Linked DNA regions of Anser cygnoides: region 2 is linked to region 1. A link is a contact called in public Hi-C data. All regions are on one chromosome and are shown on one strand. The core of a region is the stretch at or near the end of the contact, and the rest is flanking DNA. Distances in the headings are between cores, read along the strand shown. Region 1 has its middle 120 kb from the start of TRNAS-AGA. Region 2 holds the start of APOB (apolipoprotein B).

The links. A called contact is a pair of places that touch in the nucleus more often than the background predicts.
Region 2: a contact with region 1 is called in a Hi-C map of liver, with 4 times the contacts expected there. The contact joins the promoter of APOB here to the enhancer-like site in region 1.

The regions. Positions count from the first base shown.
Region 1 is chr3:112,968,991-112,975,290 of Taihu_goose_T2T_genome, forward strand. No RefSeq gene overlaps it. Among named protein-coding and RNA genes, the nearest start is that of TRNAS-AGA, 120 kb to the right of the region's middle. Within about 2 kb of position 3,006, at least 2 of the 3 cell types and tissues checked have open chromatin away from gene starts, as enhancers often do. A contact at or near this core is called in liver, where this site is marked.
Region 2 is chr3:113,446,611-113,452,910 of Taihu_goose_T2T_genome, forward strand. APOB (apolipoprotein B) reads right to left here and starts at 3,795. Exons shown (of 29, transcript XM_013194833.3): 1 at 3,644-3,795; 2 at 1,976-2,014. The coding sequence starts at 3,701.

The DNA.
Region 1 (6,300 bases), core at 1,756-4,255:
TGGGAAAGGATTTGTTCTGGTTTTGTGCACAGTGCTCGGGGATCAGCTGCTCCATGCACCACAGAGCATGTGGGATGTTGCTGCCCCTTCTGGAGCATCCCTGAGCTGCTCAGCTGGGAGGAGGGAGGCTGAGATGACATCTCCCATCCCCTTTCTGAGCTGCTCATTGCTTTCACTTGCTTTCACTGTAAAAGTGACCAAACTGATCGTGTGCACCAGCAATTAGCAAGTGCTCATGCACTTTCTACAAAACCAGAAAGAAGAAAGACAGAGCAGCAATAACAGAGGGACAGCTTTGTGCACACTGAGCTGACAAGGACACAGAGGACACGTACAGAGGATTCAATGTTTTCATTTTTTTTTTCTTTTTTTAATTTCATCTGACATTTAGCAATCGTAACTTTTCATTTGAGTAATGAATGGGTTTGTCCTTTTCAGCCAAAGTGCTGTGGACATCTTATTCCCTTTATGGTGTGTTTTGCTGAATTCCAGATGTTGCTGTTTATTCAAGACAAAGTTCATCCAGAGAAGGGTCAAGAAAGAAAAAGATTTGCTGAAAGGAAAGAAAAAAAAAAAAAGGAAGATTTTGAGAACAGCTAGTTTGTCTAGATATTACTGTTCTATGGAGCCTTGCACGAGCCGAGTTATGGCAATGAAGTGAACCAGTCTGGGAGAGTGGAAATAACTGTCGGTGCCTGCTTCCCCCATTAACCTTTTTTTTAATGTGAACTTGTAAAGTAATATGTGGTCTGGGAGATGGGGAATGGGTTGGTACGTACCGAGATAGATGCCTCCACAGGAGAAATTAGCATCTTTTCTCATGTGACGGTGAAAGAAATAGCTCTTTGCTCATCTCAGCCTAGTCCTAGCTTAAGTGCAGCTCTCTACAGGCTGAGATGGAGCAGCCAGGGGAAGTACATGATTAAAGATGCTGCTTATTTGGGTTATGCCCTAATTGTTTCTGTCTCGGACTGGGTCCCCAGTGTGCCAGGTGCTGTATGAAGCCAAATCCAATCCACACTAGCACATTTATAGGCTAAACCAAAGCACCACAGGCATTGCTCAGAGAGGAGAAGAAGACGAAACATCCTTCAGTTGCTTTCCTTGAGAACTGCAAAAGCAGCATTTGGGTTTTGACTGGTTTTCAGTCTTGGGAATGCAGGAAGAGGCCAGTCAGACCATCGGGGCTGCTTAGCCTTCTCCCCAAAGCAGGAGGAGCAGGGAAGGGAGCTGAGCTGGATTTAGTCCCTGGGTATAACTAAACTGAGCCTATGGATTTGCCTTCAATTTTGGCAGTTCTTCTCCACACTGGAAAGGAGAATAAGCAGAAAACAAGCAAGAGGATCATTTTAGTTGCAGGTAACACATGCACAAGTGTGGTTTGCTACCTGCTGTTGCTAACAGAAGACTGCTGAGATATTTAGCAGCCTATCTAAATCAGCAGCACTCCTGAGAAGTGCATGTTCAGGTGCTAATTCAGCCTTTCATCCCTGTCAGATGGGATGCAACTGCCCCTGATGGGCTGGGTTCATAGAGTGGGTATGTCCTGCCTGCCCATCCACCACCAGCTGCTGTGATAAGGGACTGAGACGGACTGAGAGGGAGTCTTCTCTGTGACCAAGGGGCACAATGGAGATGTTTCTTCTAGCCCCAGAGAGCTGGGAGTTTCCTCCTCAGGAAGCCAGGGGGCTGAAATATCCTCAGTTCTGAGGTGTTGGGAAAGGAGGTCCGTGGCATCATATCTGTAGACACCTTATGCTGGGTCGGAGATTAGCAGCAACACAAAATTAGTACAAAGCACAATAAGTAGGTATCTATACCCTGGCCAAATTTCATATTTGGCCAATTCCTGAGCAACCTTTCCCTCCGGTAACCTTTGGAGCACGCTGGGAGCTTGGCAGGCGGGTTGGCTCCTGCTCCTGAGCTTGCTCTGTGTGGACACAAGGGACTGATGATGGAGATATGTTCAGGGCCTGCCTGTGCCACTAGTCACAGCTCTCCCACCTCCTTTATCCCCATGAAGGACATCCCAGGAGGAAGAGGAGGACGTGGCAGTGCTAGGCGTGATCGCCTCCCAGAGCAGCAGAGCTGAAGGGCAAACAGGAGACTAAAACATGAAGTGCGTGTGCTCAGCAGGGCTTTTTTAAGCACCTTTGCCTCTGCTCATGAAGAGGTTTAATTTTATTTTTTTCTCTCCCGGGAGCATTTTCTCCTTCCTCAGAAGGAGTAGAGACAGTAATGGGTGGTTGTCCTTATGAACCCTGCTGCAGAACTGGCTGCCTCGGCCAAGAGACTGACTTGACAGCTCCCCAGGGCTTCTGTTTCCCTCAGGTTTGGTACCTCCTTAATTAAAACCTCACCAGATATCAAATTGATTTTTTGCTTCAGTTTGGTTTGGCTCCCTTTGGGAAGGGGGAAAGGGAATCAACCTCTCCTCCACTTGCTAGCAGGAATATTTGCCTATGGACACAGCCTAATCTGACTTTTGAGCAAACAGATCAATATTTGCTTTTCACCACATTGAAACTTGCTGTTAGCATTCCTGGTACAGAAATTAATAAATACTGATGCTAGAGGCCATCATGTCGGCTGGTATATGGAGGTATATTCTACTTCAGTTCAGCAGAGTCAATTTATACCAGCAGAGAATTTGTCCTCTTTATATTTTTTTTCATACCTGTACAAAATTTTGTTTCCAAATTGAAGTTACAGTCAAGACAGAATAGACATGATGAATGGGAAATTAACTGCACAAATCAAGCAATCAGCACTGGCACCTGGAGGGGTGGAGGTTGTTAAATTCATCTCAGGGAGAGGAGAGCTGGTGCAGGTTGGGTTGCTGCTCCCCTTCCTGAACCTACATATCTTGAGTTATCAAATCACAAGATAATTCATATTTCCTTAAATATTTTCCTCCTTGCTAGGAGCATAATGCATCACTCCTTTTGTGTTTGTCATGAGGAAATACACAGCATTACACAGCCTACAGTCTGCATAGACAAGGTAAGTAGAATGTAGGAGATGGTAATGTTACTGTTACAGCTATTTATGGGCCGGGAAATCACCCAGCAGGACATTAAGAGATATGCCTGTGGCTATACAGGCAGTCTGTGGCAGACGGAGCAGTTACAGACTGATCTTCTCAGACCTCCCATGGCATCCTCATTGTACAATCATCTCCTCCAAGAACACCCTTATCTCATCAGAAGAAATCAAATTTGAGGTATGCCAACTTGCCCCGTAACAGGCCTTTTCCAAAACAGGAACATATTTTGCATGTGGATACAATTTTATTTGAAATTTAGTAGAAGGGACGCAATAAATCTACCACAAGTAACAGCCTTGACTTTGGCTTGCCAGGCACGCAGGAGCCAGCAGAGCTGGACCAAGCTCCATCCCCAGTGACACCTGAGGAGGAGAAATAGGGTGAAATGTCCCTCCTGTGCCACCAAGCCAAGAGAGTGAGCACAAACCGTCTCCCCACTCAGGACTCACCATGCTGCCACGGCAGGGTGATGAAAGGGGGATGAACATCTCCCAGCTAAAAGCACAAATTTAGTTATTTGTCATGGCGTAGAGCTCCTGGGCAGGTCATAGCACTGCCACAACTTGTGGCTGTCCCACAGCGTGTTTGCTGTGTGCAGACAGTCTGAGATGGAAGGAGAGCGCAGTCCATGCTTTCCATGTGTAATGTTAGCAGGCTGATCTCACCACCCCACTCCTGGTGGCATAGCTGGCTTCATGCAGGGGCATGAGGGACGTTGTTTTAGTCACAAACAGAGCACCCAGGAGCTGGCACCTGTCCCCTGCACAGTGGCACGATTTGAGAAGCCATTTGAGTTCTCATCCGGAAAACAAACAAGTTATCTGGTGGTTAATGAGAAAAGATAACCACAGATTACGAGGCTGTTTGAGATCTACGTACGTGTACTGTTTTGACGGCAGTAACTACAAACAGATCATTTCTGTTGACCTGCGCCCTGCAATCTGTCTGAAAGCAGTTCCCAGCGTTTATCAGAGAAACTGACGGTGGAAACATCGCTTGCGTGGAAAATATTGTCTTGGTCATCTCTTGCCCAATGGTTTATTTCCTACTTCTGGTTATCCAAGCTAATACTCGTACCTCCTTGGCACTACCTGAGCGTGAGTCCCCGCTGAGATGCCAGTGACTGTTTGGATGGGTCCTCACTGGTGACTCAGAGCCAAAATGTCTGCGATGGGCTGACAAAAGGGGGATGACACTCAGGAAACACAAACCACGTGGATCAGCCTATTCCACAATACTTCAAACAGTGGTGGAGGAGGAAAGTGGAAAAGGGAGGTACAGGATGGAAAGAGGCAGTGGGAGAAAAAGCAGGGCATGGATCAGAGCAAAGAGCCAGGACACAGAAAAATGTCCCACCTGTGTGGTAGCAACAGCATTGCTGCACCTATGATGGGATTGTGCTGAATTAATCTAAGAGATTCTAGACTTGACAAACCTGGCTGGAAAAGGGGAACAGCAGTCATCCTGTAAGCAGCTCTTTCTATGCACAGTCATCTTGATATACAGTTCTCCAGGGCTGAGGGCCAGCAGACTCCAAGAAGCTTCTCCCTGGGGCCAGAGCCTTTGCTAGACCTACGTCAGTGTCTCTCCAGCCATCACCCTGCTCAGTTAGCACTTAGCACCTGAAAAAAACTGCCTTGTGGAATTCTTATTGCTGAGCATCCTCTGGCCTGGATCAGTGCCTGCTTCTTGCAGATGTATTTGTCCCTTGGTCTTCCCCCATCGCTGTCACTGCCAGGGCCGTAGCTGGGCTTTCATTGTTGCTGCTATAAGATTGATTAGGGTCACAGAGGACACAGAGTCAGAGCTAAACCAAGCTGTTTCCTCCACCTTCGTACTGAGACTGTTTTCCATCTGTATGCTATTGTGTTAGAAATTTGCTTTCATGGAAAATATTCACAGTACAGGAGCAAATAAGACCTCTTGCCTGGCTGTGTCCTGCTGCAAGGCTGCTGGTCAGACACGCTGCCCCTGGGACACGGTGGCCAACTGTGTGGCAATATGAATCTGCATTCCTCATTTCCAAAGCACTCTTCTTAACCCCAGGTCTGTAGGTCATTCTGAATAGAGTCCTTCTCCATCTCTTCTCTAGAAGCATTACTCTTTGCTCTGACATAACTCAGGTGTCCGTAGCGCCTCCCAAGTTCTCGGGTGAGCTGGTGGACATCTATCCACAAGCCCCCGCTCCTCCCTCCAGCCAGGTGTGTGTTAAACTCCATCATGTGGAGTGGGACATCTTCAAGCAGGACAGGTCTGGGGTCCCTGACCTACAAAACCAGACAGCCTGGTGGAGAAGGGCCCAGGAGCTGTCCCTACAGGCCCTTGCTTCAGAGGAGAGGTGGCGTTTAGCAGGCAGAGCTGCTGAGGCTCCCCTGGTCTGCAAGCTGTGATGGATGTTGGGGCAAGGGTCCTATGGGATTTTTTTTCACACTGATCTGGCTTTTGGGGCTTTAAGAGAAAAAATGAGGATAGAAAACCCTAGGTTAGCCTAGGCATCACTGCCCATCTCAGTGAGAGGTGCCTGGCTGCCTTTGAGACACAAACTGTGGGTCCTGTGGCTTTTTTTGGCTGAGCCCATCCAAAGTGCCACTCGTCCAGCGTGCTATCCTGGAGCTGAACTGATGCCTGAAACCAGGGGCTGAATAACTGAATAACTCAGAGATTCCCTAAGATTACCTCTGCTGTCATGAATAAAATGGACAGGGGACTCTGTTGCCATCCTGAGGCCATCTGGCCTGGAATGACTTCATGGCTATGTTCTTGTCCTAAAAATAGGATAGGCACAGAGGTATCTTGCCTGTAAACATTTCACAGACACCTCAGCTTGAAACCAAGCTGTCATAATTTTCCTGGGACATCTCCTACCTCGCTAGATCGTACAGAGCAGGATCTGGGCAGGAAACATCTGCCTGAGGGACTGCGGCAGCCTGAGTGGCCAAATGAGCCATGGTGAAGTGCGGAGGAAACACAGCCAGTGCGTAACAAAATGGTGTCCGGAAGCAAATTCCTCTCTTTTCTAAGAAAACTGTATCTTATCCTTGTTTCCCCAAATCCCTTCTGTTTCCCAGCTAAGCCCCAACAATTTCAAGCATGCCAGGCATGCAAGGAAATACTGCTGACGTCGGGTGGCCAGAGGCCGTGGAGGGGGGATGGAGTTCAGGAAGTCTGTGCTCCTAACAATGAAACAGATACTGTGCAGAGAGTGTACGCTGGGTCAGAAAAGGGTTTCCCCGATGCGCAATCTCTCTGAGGCC
Region 2 (6,300 bases), core at 2,545-5,044, 480 kb after region 1:
ACAAAACCACTCAGTTTTTGAGCGAGGGTGAGGCAGGAGGAAGGATTAGTGGAGGTGTTTCTATTTTATATCAAAGGAAGCCATAAAACATAATGGTCTTCCTCAAAGGGATGAATATCACCAGTATTTAATGCGTTGCTGTTGTTTTCAGAGGCAATTTGTCTGTAATTTTAAATCCTACAAGCAAAAATGAACATCATAACAGAGACATAAAGAAAGAATATTTTGGCTCAGTGTCAAATACAGAGCTATAAGATATTCTTTTTGTGTCTGGAATGTATAATGTAGGCCAAATAATATCCTCAGGTACAATGCACTCCCATTATATTTACAGGCATCATTTTAAACTAAACATATGATCAGGTATTTTCAGTGACTGTATTAAAGCAGTTTAGCTGTATCTGAACCTGAAATTACTGTTCCCTCTGTTCGGACTGAGCAGCTCACTGCGACTGTGACATTATAGTGATGCTGAGTGAAACTCATTTTCCTAAATATCTACTATGTAGTTATTTGTGACTGTCTGAACATATCTGATCTACTTTTGCAGAAGAAAAAGGTACAGTCATCTTGCTATAAACCCAAATGCCCACCATCATATCTGTATGATTTTGCTTGCCTACACCTGCCATCAATGTAGGTGTACTCTTCCTCTTTTATAAAATATTTATCATGTCACAGGGCAAATGAAATGGCATCTTGTCATATATACCACAGAATTGCATACTTAGGGAGGAGAATGGAACATTACTACGGATATTGTATTTCCTCACTGGACTATAATTTTTATAAGCTTTAACTATTTTAATAGTGTTTTAACTGAGATTACTTTTAGGAAATTGCTCGACTTATAATATAATTGCTCGATTATAATATAATTAATACTTGCTACCATATAGTCATCAGCATTACTGACAAACATTTGACAAATTACTTAAGTCATCTAATTAACCTTAAATTTAACTGCAGTAAAAAAAATCACCACTATCCCCGTTACTTTTTACTGTCCTGGACTTTATCACTGCTTAGCTGTACATTCTCAGAAATGTTTGCAATACCAATATCTGCTAGGCTAAAGCCAAAAGGCTAATTATTGCTTCATTTTCTGCTTTTGCACAGGAATAGATGGAAAAGGAATACGGAAATGATAAGATTAGAAATGCAAATACCAATGAATTTATTATATCAAAAATACACAAGAAATTGGCAGTGAAGCCCAGAAAAGAATTTGAATTTCTTTCAGGCAGCTGAAATAGCCTCAGTTGCCTGGCGGTGGTGCTAAAGTATCCAACAACTGAAAAAAAAAGCCTGAAGACCAAAAGGGACAACAGACAAAACAACTTATTTGGTACTTTGACCCTGTGGTGGAACATTATGTGTCTAACCAAGCAGTCAGGGCCAGTCAGAGTTCATTATAGAGATAGGGCATAAAGTCAGCATTTCCTGAGTCTTGACTTGTTTTAAGGAATTGCTGTCCTTGCTGACAGAGTTGATGATTTATTCTGCAGTTATTTAGTTAGAGATCCAAGTGCAATTCTGTGGGTTTAGCAGCCACTGTGAAGAGTACATCAGAAGTGAGATTCAGCTCATGGTAAAGTGTAATGTGCATAACGTCACTAGTAAAGCTTCACATCTGATAAACAGGGATTTCCAGATTAAGGAATTTACACCTGAGAATTAAGAAATTAACAAAACAATGAAAAAAAAAGCTTCTTAAAGGGAGCTTTTTAAAAAGTTTAGAAACACTATCTCATCTCTTCTGATTTTACTAAAACTTTTGATATTCTTATGGTTAAGCCTTATGGATAATTAAATACTTGAAATAAATGACAGTTAAGACTTCAGAATATTGCCATCACTTTTGTTACACTTATTTCTGAGGCAGAAATGTGTGGAATAGGAAAAAGCTTTGAATATTGTATTTAGTTAATATAGCAACATGAGACAACAAAAGCAGATGCAAGAAATCAGTTACTTGAACATCCGGGATTTCCATTTTCAGGTGTTTCTTCTTCTGTAAAGAATAAAAACAAGAATTAAAAGTTGCACAGGCGGTTTATAGTCATAAAGCAAGGACTATGTATATATAAAAGGAAATACTACATTTTCACTGTAAGACCTGTCTAATTAATACCAACTTTTGATGTTTTCACTGAATTAAATTACTTTGTTTTACAAGGAGATGGATCAGCTTCTAGGTTGGCAAGTATTTTTAATGGTTCTGTATTACATGAAGAAGTTTAAACAATAGGCATAAAATTCAGAGGTAGACAGATGAAATACACCTTGTAACATAGTTTGCTTGCTTTAAATGTTTTGTCTGTTTGGAACACAGAAATACTGCATAATGAATGAATGGCTTTATTTCACATTTTGTACATTTGAAAAACGACAACTTTGATAAGTAATACTACAATTCTCTGCTATTAAACCTTTTTTTTCCAAGAATCTTTTTTTTGGTAGACAATGTAGGGCAATAAATAGGATTGAATTATATCGGTCAAGGTAAATATACTTGTTGATTATTTTGTTTAAACAATCAATATGCTTTCTCTGGCAACCAGTGTGAATATTCAGAGTTCACACTTTGGAGAAAAAGAACATGAATTGAAAACCTATTTAATTTAAGAATTGTTTGCTCCATTATGTCTTAGACACATCCCATTTGACTATTGTATATACAATAAAATACATCCTAGTAAGTTTGCTGCACTCATGTGGTGCTATGTCATTCCTTGGACATCACACATAAATGCCAACACTTTTCAGAATATTTCCTGCAGACTTTCCAGGATTCCATAATGGGAATTCCAAGGCTGACCACTCTATTGTAATATAGTAGCAACAGTAATAACACTAATATTAAGCATTAGAAAAAAGTGCATTGTTCAAAATTTTGTAACATCAGTCAGGAACAGAATGGTAGTCCTGCAAAGGTGTATTTATGCTGAATTGGATCTGCGTATAAATCCTGACAGTGGTTCAGAACTGCATAATTGGCCCCAGACTCATTTCCCTCCTTGAGGTTCCTGCAGTCATAACACTACAGTGTCATATTTTGAAAAGCCACTTCTTGGGAAGCAAAGAGAGAGCTCACAATACACTGCACCATATTGATCCAGAGTGTCTTTTCTGATTTTAGAAAGAAACCTCTGCTGGTCTACTGCTTTTATTACTACTACTGATGGCTGTGTCTCCTTAACACAAAATTGTGTTTCAAACCTAAGTGCTACCTGCCAAATACATTTTGCTTTATTGCTTCCATTTTTTTTTTCACGCACCCCAAACATGGTTCAGCAAAACCTGGGATAAGCCTGAACTGTAAGCTGCAGTAGTTCCATGGATGTGAACAAGGACCGCATTACAGAAAAACAATCAGGCCCAAATAAACTACTTGAATTCCTTATAAGTTGTAAAATACATTAAATCTGATCAAAAGGCACCAGAAAACATTTGTGTTTTTTCCTATGTTGGGATCCTCCTATAGTTGCCCAGTCCTCCAAACGGAAGAGATGGCCTCTTTAATCACACTTACCCTCTCTAATTCTATAAACCACTGTCTTGCTGATTTTTGCATTATCGTTGTTTTAACGAGTTCATAAATAAAGCAGCGAAAAGCGCTGCCATAAAAGGCGGTACTTACGTGTGAGAACACCACTGCTGAGCAGCAGCAAGAGCAGCAAGAGCTGCACAGGGCCCATGGCGAGCCCCGAACCCTCTTGCTGCTCTCTCTTTTCCTCTGCTTTTCTTTCCCTCCCCTCTTCACCTCTTCCCTACTGCCTCAGAGGGAGAGTGAGCCTTCTGACTTGGACCTTCACTTATATAGTCTGTAGCAAGCAGCTGAGGCAAACGGTTTAGAAAGCTCGGAGCAAATTGCCAAAGGTCCAAAGGTGAGAGATCTAGATCCTCACTGCGCTCCAAACACTGCACTGCTTTGGTTGCTGGGAGTCCCCAAAGGCAGAAGACTGAGCATATACTAGATATATGTTACTCTTCCACTGTTTTTTTTTTTTTCTTTAACAGAGTTTTGAAAACAAAAGCCCGCAGCTACAGCATCTCCCAATGTATTCAAATATATTTCCCGCATTTACATAGGAAAGCTTACAATGCATAAATTATAGCTGGAAGAAATGATCACTGCAGCATGCTTTCACCATAGATGTTGAAAGGCTTGAAGGTATGAGTATTTGAGAAGATGAGAGTATTGTGCAATTTAGACATCTTCCTTTTACAGGCAGAAGAATGAAAGGTTAAGGATTTTTACTTTGTTCTGCTAGAATTTGTCATATGCCTTTCTAAAAATAAAAAATAAAAATTAAATTTACTTGTAATATTCTGGCAAATCAGGTCATATTCATGTTGAAAGTGAGCTCTGTACAATTTCTTTGTCTCCTTAATTTAAATTCCATTTCATTTGCTAATTGTAGCAGAACTATGAAAATCAGACAACAAATACATCTGAATGAAGAAGAAAAGCCTACAAATATAAACTAAATTCAAATACAAACAAATAAAAAGCTGTTTATGAATATGTACATTGGTAAGAAGACTGGTTTTATGCCATGAGAAATCCCAGTAGTTTGAATGCTCTCTCTACTCATATCTATTGAAACTAATATAGGTGAGGGGGTTGCAATTAGTTGATCTTTAAGGTACCTTCCAACCCAAACCATTCTGTGATTCTAATTTCATTAAAAAAAAAAAAAAAAAAACTAAATATGGAAATAGTTGAGAACATTTTGTTCAGTAAATTTAATTTTCATATATCTGATCAAAATGAAATGTTTTGACTTTCCCAAATCAAAATATTTCCTCCTAGCTTGTTGAATCAAAAATTAAATTTTGGCTTAGCTAACTGGTAATTCCTTTTCCCTTGAAATGTTACTATGCATCATAGCAGTTATCTTTAAAGTCTCTTATTTCTCTGTATCTTTTCGCTCTTGGACTTCACGGTTAAGTTACCTTACCATTCCAGCATACACTACAACCACGTATCTCCTAGCATCAGTTCAACCAAACAGTAAGCATGGGGCATACTTTTCAATAAAGGAGATATCTTATAATTAGGATTCTGTCTGATCGTATTAATTGGAACATGCCATTTCTGAGAGATTTCTTGCAGAAATCTTCTTTGCTGAACTCATCAGTATTGGAAACATCATGAAAAGAAAGCATTTCTCAGGCTTTTCCATTTCTATTTCTGTCCTTGGTTCACACCAATCAGATACAATACAACAACCAACAGATTATTATTTTTACTTCCAAAAAGCAACATAGCTTTTTGTTTACTTTTGTGTCCACAGCTGCCTCAGTATGTTTGTAATACAAGTGATTTTACTTTGTAACATGATTCTACCAAAGAGACTGTAAAATAATATCGTATTTTTGTTCCTAGCATGTGATCCCTTTCTGCATTCAAATATCAAGAAATTTTCACTATTATTTAAAATCTGTTTATTTGTTCACTTTAGCACTGCAGATTAACAGAGCTTTGGATTGGCCAGTGTTCAGGATTCAGAGATTTGTTAGCTACTTCTATATTTTGCCTTTGTCTCCTCGCTGCCTTCAGGTGTTTCTCTGGGCCCAAGCAGAGGCAGGCTGATCGAATTAACATGACATTGCATGGACGTAAATAGATTACAGAAGTCATGACTCAGCCCATAAGCATGATAAGCATGTAGGTAACGTGGGTACACCATTCCTCCGGGACAAGTTTATATTGCTGTATTACCTAGTCAAGGGACAGCAGGTGTTTCTCATTGCTGGTACCACAAAATGTCACACACTACTTTTATCTGTTCCGTCACCAAGGAATCACGATTGGAAGATTCAATATACACACAGAGCTAGACAACATAAAGTTCTTATTTAACCATTTCTGTGAACCAGTGAGCTTTGACCTCAGAACAATTTATCTTCTGGATCAAACTGTTTCAAATGGTATTATCTCATTTTATTTTGCATGTTTCTCAATTACTTTTAGCCAAGTCACACTCTCTCCACTGAATTTCACTCTTGCAAACGAAACAAAGGCTTTGGAGATGGAAACGTTCTGAAGTCTGGTGATGGTATTGCAGCTCTGACGCCTTTGCATCTTTTGCATTCCATTTGACAAAGAGAGGCAGAGGGTATCAGTGCGGATTTGAAAGGATGACAGAAAATTGAACTTTACTCCCCAGTGTTCTACACTGGGAGTAGCTCCAAACTTTGGTTTATGTTGTATACCTCTAATCTATACAGATTTGGTCCTGATCTAAAAACCAATTACCTCAATTGTATTTCTCCATCCGTCTTTGGACC